Linked DNA regions of Sus scrofa: region 2 is linked to region 1. Evidence: chromatin contacts called from public promoter capture Hi-C data. All regions are on one chromosome and are shown on one strand. Each heading gives the region's core, a stretch centred on a gene start, on an enhancer-like site or on the middle of the called end of the contact. The rest is flanking DNA. Distances are from core to core; before and after follow the strand shown. Region 1 holds the start of NFXL1 (NF-X1-type zinc finger protein NFXL1). Region 2 holds the start of DCUN1D4 (DCN1-like protein 4).

Region 1 (5,192 bases), core at 2,236-4,735:
CATCCTCTTCCATACGACAACCCAGGATGGCAATGGCCCACCAAAGACTTTCCATAAGCAATATTCATCATACAACCACTATGCTTAAAATCTGCTTCTTAGAAAGCTCAAGGACGTTTTGTCTTTACTAAAATGTGGTCACAGGAGTTCCTGTCACGGCTCAGTGGGTTAAGAACCTGACTAGTATTCATGAGGATGAGGGTTCGATCCCTGGCCTCACTCACTGGGTTAAAGGATCCTGTGTTGCCATGAGCTGTGGTGTAGGTCGCAGACTCAGTTCGGATCTGGAGTTGCTGTGCCTGGGGAACAGGCTGGCAGCTGCAGCTCTGATTCGACCCCTAGCCTGTGAACCTCCATATGCCACAGGTGTGGCCCTAAAAAAGAAGGGAAAAAAATGTGGTCACAAAACATAATTATTTAACAATAATTTAAAATGTTACTAACATGGAAGATGTACTTCTTACAACAATTTCATCCCCAAAAGAAATGTTAAATAAATTTGGGAGCAGTTCTTCTACTATTCTCTCTGGCCATGACTTTACTTTTTTTTTTTTTTTTTTTTTTTTTGGCTTTTCTAGGGCTACTTCCTGTGGCATATGGTGGTTCCCAGGCTAGGGGTCTAATTGGAGCTGTAGCCACCAGCCCACACCAGAGCCACAGCAACGCAGGATCCGAGCCGCGTCTTCAACCTACACCACAGCTCTCGGCAACGCCGGGTCCTTAAACCACTGAGCAAGGCCAGGGATGGAACCTGCAACCTCATGGTTCCAAGTTGGATTCGTTAACCACTGTGCCACGATGGGAACTCCACCTGTACTTCTTATACTTATTTTGTTACATGGTTAAATAATAATGCAAAAAGAATTAGATTACTTCATAGCACATTCTCAATGAGGCTTCACAGTCCTCAAGACCAAGGACTAATGCTTGAGAATTTTCTTCAAGCATTAAGTGTTAATAAACTCTTCTGGACAGCAACCATAGTACAAGAAAGGAGCCACAAACATCCTACATTGATCTTAATTCATTAGAGCCCATAATAATGCCACTTTATGCCTAAAACTGATGAACCTCTACTAATATAAACTTTCTTATTTTAGGTGGCATATTTGTACTTAATGACGTTTTATCTGTTAGTTCCCTCATGAAATGTTTATCCTTTTCTTGTTGCTGAGACTACTCAGTACTCCAAGTAAAATTGGAGGAAAATGTACAGGGCCTACACAGGACTGAGTACTAGAAGAAAAGTAATTGCTGTAGGATATATGACTCAAAATTTCATGTACAATATGATAAATATCATTATGAGAAAGAGCTCTTAAGAATACATTTTTAAAAGGCTGAATTAGACATAATAATAAAAAAAAAAAATCCACAACCTGATTAATAGACCCACATAAGATCATCTCAAAGAAAGTTGACAAAGCAACCTCCCCATATATTATTTCTTTCACTCAAATCTCAATTATCCAGCTCAAGAAGGCCTGCTTTCCTACTCACCAGAAAATCCAAGAAAGTCTACCAAAACTGTTCACACTGCCCCCCCACCTCACCACCACCACTCCCCAAAATTCACTAACAAAGGGAATACCACCTAACTTTATCTTAGAACACACCCAGGGGAGTTCCTATCATGGCGCAGCGGAAACGAATCCGACTAGGTTTTCGGGTTGCAGGTTCAATCCCTGGCCTCGGTCAGTGGGTTAAGGATCCAGCGTTGCTGTGAGCTGTGGTATAGGTCGCAGACAAGGCTCGGATCTGGCGTTGCTGTGGCTCTGGCGTAGGCCGGCAGGTATAGCTCTGATTAGATCCCTACCCTGGGAACTTCCATATGCCGCGGGTGTGGCCCTAAAAAGACAAAACAAAACAAACAAAAAAGAAAACATTCAGAAGTTTAATCTGCTCCTCTCCTCCCAAAAATATATTCCGAGCACAGCAATACAATGATTTCAGGGCTTATTTCCCTTAGCCTCCTACACTCTTCCATTAGTGTGGACAATTGAGAGTTAAGTGTGTGCTCTCAGGCTCCACCAAAACACTGCTTTGGATGAAGGATACTGACAAGCAGGAGGAGGCCACACCAGACATACCCAGAAAAGGACACAAAATTTGTGACGAGGAACCACAGTCGAAAGTACCACAAACTCAAGTGCTTACAGGACAAAGACAATTAAAGTTACTAAACTAAGGCAATCAAATCAAGATGGCAAATGACACGTGGCCCCAGAAGTAGGAGACCCAATGAGAAGTGGAAAGCCTAAACCCATTCTAAATGGGATTTCTTCGATGTAGCCTAGCTGGCTGTTCCCACGCGACAGCCACAAAGTTTCATTTTCCAAGAAAAGTAGATGATAACCAGACTGTTATGAGATTTTTAAAAAGAAAAGAAAAAACAAAAATACTACTGGCAACCAATTCAGATTTAATTCACTGTGTCAACCAAACCAAACCAAACCAAACCAAACTAAAGGCTAAATCAGATTCCTCCCCTCGGGGGGTGGGGGGGGGCACAATTTGCAACTTTTGGTCTAGACACTTAGCAGGCAAAAAGAGTGAAAAGAATACTGGATGGGGAAATAACAAATATTCCTATCACTTAAAATGATGAAAAAAGTCTGATGGGAATCAGCCTAGAATGAGCAGCTTCCTGAAAGGTTTGAGAAATGAGGCTAACAATAAACTCCGGAAGAAGAAAAGAAATGAATGGGGCAGAGGCAGTTCTGACTATCAAATGTCTTAGCAGGCATCCAAGTGAGCCCCCCGACAAGTTCCATTCTCACCACTGGCTACGGAAGTCTGCGGCGCTTCAGATCCCCAGGGGCTGCGTCGGGCTGAGCTACCTGCAGCCGAAGCGGTCGCGGCTCCTCCCGGGCTGGGGCCAGGACCAGTAGCGCCCACCGACCCCTTCTCTCGCCCTCCTCCGGCGCCGCGGAGATGGACTCCATTTCCCGAGGAGGGGGCCGCAGTGGCCCGTCCACGGGCTCGGCCTCGGCCACCGGCCACCTGGCGCCAGGAAGCTTCCATCCCTGCAGGAGTGGGGAGGGGGGGAAAGAGTGGAAGGAGCGTGAGCGCGGTGGTGTTTAGACGGGGAAAGGAGAGAGCGGGGGGAGCCGCTGTACCGGGCAGAATGAGGAGGGTCTCCGCAGGGCAGGGACCGGGTCGCGGCCCTGTCTCTCCCAGAGGGCGAGTCCCCGCTAAGCCCGGGCTCTGGAGATGGATCGAAGAGAGAGAGAACTAGGCAGAGAAATGGACTGCGAGGCAAGGAGCATCCAGCGCCGGAGAAGGAGAGCCGTAGAGGGGGAAAGCGCCTCCTCAGCCTCAGGGGTAGCGGGGTGACAGCAAAACTGCGGACAGACCCCGCGGGTCCCTCCAGGAACCAACTGTGGTAGCAAACCCGTTGAAACGCTACGTCTCCTTACCGACGGCGCCCGCCTCCAGCGACTACAACTCCCAGAAGCCCCAGCCCAGGGCTCTCAGAACGCGTGGCATCACAGGCCGCTTCCTCATCCGGGACTGTGTCTGTGTGTTGAGGCAGAGTGGAGGCTGGGGGCGGGGTTGGGGTGGGGGTGGGGTGGCAGAAAAGTCCTCTGAGAACCCGCGAGGACTGAATCGGATCGTCAGAAACTACAATTCCCGGTGTGCTCCGGGGCTCGGGAGAGGTGGGCGCCACAGAGAGAGCGCAAGGTGGGGAAGTGGGCGGGCCCTGAGGCTTTTGGGATGCTTGAAGATTCTGCTGCTTTCCCGCAACTGCCCTAAACCCAGCAGGGTATCGGGAACATGTCCCAGGGGCCGATAATTGACTGTCCGCCATCTTTAGCCTTGTTTTCTGGCTTTCTGCTGGCAGGGAATTTTTCTCACTGACGGGAAAGGCGTTTACTATGAAAACACTTTGGGGTCGGGGAAGATGGAGGAAAAGCTGAGAGAGAGAAAGTGTTTGGAGTGGAGAAAGCGCCTTTCTGAGGTGCTAAAGCAATGGAGAGGATAAAGCTAATGGTATTATTATCATAGTCCTTAATAGTTTACAGTATGCTTCTCTGGAAGCAAGCTGACTTTATTTTCAGGACAGCTCTGTAAAGTATACTTAATTAAGGAAAGTAGTTGAGAGCCAGGTGTGATCCTAATTCTTCTGACTTCACTGTTTCCAATAAGATATAGAAAAAGAGCAATTTCAAAAATTCGGAGGCCTGTCTTTGAGAAATATACTGATTGCTGTTTGGGACTATAGGATTCTTTACAACCCTTCAATTTAACTAATTCCTGTACTTTAATAATAAATAACTAATATTTATATAGCAAGTATTAAGTGCCAGGTGCTATTTTAAAGTGTTTTACATATATATGTCTATGGATAGTGCGGTACTCGGAGTCATCTTATTAGTCCCATCTTACATTAAGAATAGTGAGGCACAGAGAGGTTAAGTAACTTGCCCTTTATATAACTAGTTATTGTTATCAATCCCATTTTTTTTTAATTACAAAATAAAGACAAAATTTTCTTATTCAGCATCCTGGCATGCAACTAAGTCGTATGACTCTTGACTTACACTTTTGAACACACCATGCCGTTAGGTGATAACTGTACAAAAAGAAACACAAGGCTGCAAGACAAGAATAGCCGGAGAAACTGTTACAATATAACTTGTATCTTCACTGTTTCTTACCCCATCCCGAAACTTTGCTAAAAATAGAATGTGCTAAAAATAGAAATTACCCCTTTACCTGTATAACAAGCTGTTGCCTAAGCTGGGGGAGCCTGAGCTCTCTTTGCTCAGAGCTCTCAGCCACTCTGTTGGTTGGTAAGCCCGCTTGAGCTCTCAGCGCTCCAGTTTCTCCCTCCTCTTTCCCTCGCGGTTTCTAACCCATGCTATATGATTACTATGAAAAAATATTTAATTTTTACCTAGAAATTCCAGTTACTTTTAGAAGACCTAATTGGGCCAAAGGCTCACATGATCAGAATTTTCCCCTGCCATATTATACAATGAAAATTGATAATCATAGTAATTACTGTGGAATCAAAAAGAATGTTATGTGCTCTCTGAAAGAGCAAACATTTATTTTAATATCATAATAAAGTTTAGCAGTGGCGAGCTGGTGTGTATCATAATGTTAAAGCATATATACAGTGAGAACACATTTCAACAGCTGCCATTGCTGTTATTTTCACTTTGAAATTTCAGATAAAAATTGAG
Region 2 (4,894 bases), core at 1,155-3,654, 1.1 Mb after region 1:
TAGAAAGATTTGTGTAAATTACTCTCTAGATCTGTTTTCTACTTGAAAATAATCATACTGACCCAGCTGAAAGTGATGCTGGAAAATAACTAAGGTTGTATATTCTATAAATATTTATGGACACCATGTGCCAGTAGAGTGTTGGGAACTGACGCAAAGCACCTGGCAGGTCCATCATGTAGATTAATCTTTATATACATTATTATACAGTTTTCTGCAAATAAATTAAGATAGCATATAACTACCTAAAGCAAATTAAGTGTGGCCTTTTTTAATGTAGAAATGTTGGAGTTCCCATCGTGGTGCAGTGGAAATGAATCCGACTAGGAACCATAATGTTGTGGGTTTGATCTCTGGCCTCGATCAGTGGGTTAAGGATCAGTGAGCTGTGGTGTGGGTCACAGACAAGGCTCGGATCTGGTGTTGCTGTGGCTCTGGCGTAGGCTGGCATCTGTAGTTCCGATTAGACCCTTAGCCTGGGAACCTCCATATGCAGTAGGTGTGGCCCTAGAAAAGACAAAAGACAAAAAAAAAAAATGCGGAAGTGTCAAGAAGCAAGTCCATTTTTGCGCAAAATAACATGTGTCTCAGCCTTGAAGTAGCATAAGCAGTAAAAAAGCCATACAAATATTATATACACAAAATATTATGAACTTGTATGAATTACAAATAATTTTTCCTAGACACAGAATAGGTTGAACACATAAATGGGATAAAGAAAGCAGGAGTAACTTCTCTGCTCCAAGGACAGACATTCTTAGAATTAGACCTGCCCAAAAAGGAACTACCTATTTCAGAGTCCAGAGATACCTACCCATCCCTGTAGGGCCCAGCTGATGCTCTGTCAGGGTGAATGTCACCAGTGATGAGATGAGATTTTTGTCTTGCCTGAATTGAACCAGAAGTGGATAAATTCGGGTTCAATTATGAGATTCTATGACTGATGAAGTGATTCATAAGTGTATGAATAATAGAAATGTGACAGGTATAAAATGATAGGGATATAACGTATTAATGAGACATTAGGAATTAAAAGGGATGCAGCACATTATAAAGGGAGTGATGTGTGGTGGAAAAACTGGTTCTTGTTCTTTCAAATATCTTGTTTTGCCCACAACATTTAAGGCTATGATCTGAAACCGAAATTTCAGAACCCTGGAACTCAAAAGCCTTGGCTGTATAAGTCTAAAATCAAAACGACTGTTTTGTTATCAGTTATTTGTGGTGTCATCTATTCTCCGAGGCGGGAGGAGTAGGATGCCCTGGCCGCGGGATGGCACACAGAGAAGTGGTGTATGTGTTGTGGTTGGGGTTGGAGGGAAAGGTCCTCCATTAATATCTCAAAATATTTTTCTGCTACAATAATACGGTGAGTATGACGAGTGGGTTTGAAAGTCTTAAAAAAAAATGGTCGGCACTCATGAAAATGATGCGAATTCCTGACTTAATAAATTCAATGGTCAGAAGTCTTCTAAATTAACGTCGTCCTCCACCAAATAACAGCCAGTTTTGCTTTTCCGGACCGCTTCTTAGCGTCAATGACTTAGGCTCACTTAGCTAACGCTTATTTGTCCTTTGAGGGCTAGTGACTTGGCCCCTGAACCAGCCGCTTGCCAGACTGAGCCCAAAGCGTGGCCCTTGGTTTCCTGCCTGAGTTCTGGGGCGCGCGTAAGTGTATCACCGACAATGAAGCATTCGAAGCCTTTAGAATAGCCCATCTGTGATGAAGAAAGAAGTGTGTTGACTCTGGAAAAGAAGTGCATTTCGAAAAAGGGGAGAGGATGGATTGTTGTACAAGAAAGAATTTGTTCCTCACCAGAGGGTTTGCTGTAAATGAAGATGCGTCGATTCTTTATCCAGGTTCTAGCTGTAGGAAACAGCAAGAGAAGTCTCAGTCGAAGTTCAGCGAGGACTCAGCTCCTGCAGAAAGCCGTTCCGAGGCGTGCGCGACAAACAGGAGATCCCGACGAGTAGCGTGGGGCGCAAGGGAAGAGCTGACTCTCCTACTCCTTGCAGCGGGACACAAGCTGCCCCAACTGCTTTTCCCCTTCTCGGTTCTTCGGAAAACACTTCGCGTGCTTTGTTTCAGACGCGGACCCATCTTTCTCGGTTGGTCTGGGCTCCACCAATCCCACCCGCCACAGGGCGGGGCTTCAGGGTCAAGGTGGGCCAATTCCCCAGCCTCGCCTTTACACGCGCTTTCGGACCCCCGGGGCTGAGTGACAGCGGCCGGGTCCAACCTGCTATTCCAGAGCATGGCCTCCACCAGGGGCGTTACGGGGACGAGGCGCCGGGACCAATCGCATTGGAGCTCAGGGGGCGGGGCCTCTTTGCCAGCTCTAGACCGGCGCTCTCCGCACTCCTTTTGTCAAATGAGAGCGGAGGAGGGGCGGTCCCTCAGCTGATGTTCAGCCTATGGAGGAGGCGAGGTGGGCGGGCCGGGAGTGCCTGGCGGCGGGTCCTCAGCTCCTAGCCGAGGTGCGGCGAGCCGGTGGGGGGACCGCGAGGCGAGCGCGGGAGCCGGGGCGGCGAGCGGGGTGTGAGCTGCCCGAAAATGCACTCGGATGCCGCCGCTGTCAGTGAGTAACAGAGAGCGAGCCGGCCGGGGCCGGGCGGCTGCTAACACTCTCCGCTAGTCTCCCGCAGTCCCCGCCCCGTGCCTCCTGTCCCGAAACCAGCCGGGAGCCCCTGCCCGGGAGCCACCCCTTCCCCTCCCGGGGCCGGGGCGGGCGGTGACGCTGCGGGCGGCGCGGGGCGGGGGCAGGCGTGGGGGGAAGGGGCCGGCCTGCCGGGGGAGGGCGGAGGTGAGGGGGTGGGGACTGGCTCCATTACAGTGTTGGGGGAAGGGGGGGCGGGACGTGCGATGAAGGGCCGGGACCAGAGTGTCCGGGGTGAATGGAGGTGGAGGCGGCGGCGGGCGCTAGCGAGCAGGGCTGGGGGTTGGTACCGGCGGGGGCAGAGGGGGAGGGAGCGAGCGAGAGAGCGGGGCGCAGGGGTGAGGATTTCCTAGGAGCTGAGCGGTGCGGGCGGCTGTGAGAAAGGCGGGTGAGTGCTAGGGGAGCGCGGGGCGGGGACAATGGGAAGAAGGGCTGGATGGCAGGGGTGGGGGGGGAAACAATGGGGTGGGGGATTGGGGGCAGCGGCCGAGCGGGGCAAGAGGGCGGGCTAGCAAATGAGAGCTGATGTAATGGGAAAGCGAGATGGTGGGAGGGATTGGGGTGTGATGGGATAGTTGGGGAGTCCAGCGGGCGGGAGGGCCATAGGAAGCGTGGAGGGGTAATTGGGAGTGGTGAGAGGGGGGCAAACGTTGGGATAATAGGATGGAGCAGGTGTTGGGAAGATAGGGTAATTGAGAGTAAGAGAGGAAGGAGGTGGGGAGGGTTTGGGGTGACCGGATGGGGGCAGGGGTAGCGGAGGTGCAGTGGGGGTGAAGAGCTACTTGGGAGGGGCCGGGGCAGGGAGAAGACTATCTTGTCCAGATTCGGTCCGCGCGGGGCTGAAGGGGAAGATGTGAGACTCCGTGACTGGGGGAGGTGTATCCTCCCCCAGATTATGGGCAGGGTACCTTGAGGGGGAGCCCTAAGCTTCGGGATGCGAGGAGAGGAGGGGGCGGGGCGGAGGGGGCGGGGGAGGTGCGCTGGCCGCGGTTCCCCCGGAGCGGCGGGAAGCGAGGTCAGCGCTGGCGCGGGCTCTGCCTGCGGAACTGGGAGGCGGGGCAGAGGCGCGCGCTGCGGGCTTTCCGCGGCTGGACCCGGAGGGGTCGGACCCTGAAGGCCAGGGGCGGTATGTGGGTGGTGGTGGTAGGGTCCCTGGCGGTCCGTGGATTTGGCAGTCTGTGACGCAGTTGTCTAATTTCTGGTCGTCAGGTGTGGAGGCTGGTGCCCCGGGACCCGGTTCCTTGTCAGGAGAGTCGGACCACAGGCCCAGCGCAGCGCCCTAGGGGCGCGACCTCTCCCAGGCGTGGAGGGAGGGCGCTTTAGGGGTTTCCTTTAGGGTCTGGCTCCAGTCGCCGGGTGTGAAGGGGAAGGCAGTCCCGCAGAATTCTGGGACTTGTAGTCCGGGCCGCGGTTGGATTGGGTGCACGTGGGTAACTGTGGAAACGAGTCCCAGAATGCAGCTCGGCCCTCGGAGCCTTCCAGCTCTGTTAACTGGTGCCTTATTCCCGGCGGATCCGAGCGCGCTCTGAGGAGGCGCTCCTGTTCCCTGGGGCTTTCTCCCTGTGTCAGCGGGTGGGGGAGAATCAAGCCAAGCTCAGCCCTTTCACACTTGGGCTCTACATTCCCCCCTCACACCCCAAGTTGGTTATTTCCCCCTGCATTTGGTGGCCTTACTTGCAGAATAAATGCTTATCTTGAACCATCTAGTACGTAAGTTATGGAAAAACATGCAAGATGCAACACAGTCAAAAGGATGGTGTGTGTTTGTAGCATCTCATGTATGTAAACACTAGGTTAAAAGGTTCAGTCTTTTATAAATCTGAGAAAGCAGTGGAGACCCGTGTAAACCTTGTGGAGGTAGTTTAAATTATGTGTTTGTAGTTCTTGAGCCGTTTGCATTGCCGAAGGATAAGGGAACTTTTTGAAAAAAGATGGTCTTGAAATGAGTGTTGGAGGTGGATTAATAGAATTGAGAGTGGACTTAAAACCGTTCATTTAAACCAGCGTGAAAATGTGAAAATGAATGAAGGGAATATATGATGTTCTCAGTTTTCAAAGAAGCATGGGAAGCAGATGAGATTAGAGGAAGGTAAACTCAGTGGAGGACCTTAAGTTTTCGTGTGTTTTTGTTCTTTGATATTAGAACCAATCCTGTCACTCTGTAGACTCTCAAGACATTATTGCATCCTTTGCCAGTTCCCTTTACCATTTGTATGCCATGACTCCAAAATCTATAA

The links. Promoter capture Hi-C pulls out the DNA fragments that hold promoters and counts their contacts.
Region 2: a contact with region 1 is called in a promoter capture Hi-C map of liver, with 4 times the contacts expected there. The contact joins the promoter of DCUN1D4 here to the promoter of NFXL1 in region 1. A contact is called at or near these places in 1 of 5 promoter capture datasets (liver) and 1 of 47 Hi-C or Micro-C datasets (heart right ventricle).

Annotation. Positions count from the first base shown.
Region 1 is chr8:37,872,097-37,877,288 of Sscrofa11.1, forward strand. It overlaps NFXL1 (NF-X1-type zinc finger protein NFXL1), which reads right to left and starts at 3,486. Exons shown (of 23, transcript XM_021100578.1): 1 at 3,420-3,486; 2 at 2,781-3,026. The coding sequence starts at 3,024.
Region 2 is chr8:38,980,281-38,985,174 of Sscrofa11.1, forward strand. It overlaps DCUN1D4 (DCN1-like protein 4), which reads left to right and starts at 2,405. Exons shown (of 11, transcript XM_005666642.3): 1 at 2,405-2,579. The coding sequence starts at 2,555. It overlaps LOC102159502 (a long non-coding RNA gene), which reads right to left and starts at 2,329. Exons shown (of 4, transcript XR_304839.3): 1 at 1,817-2,329.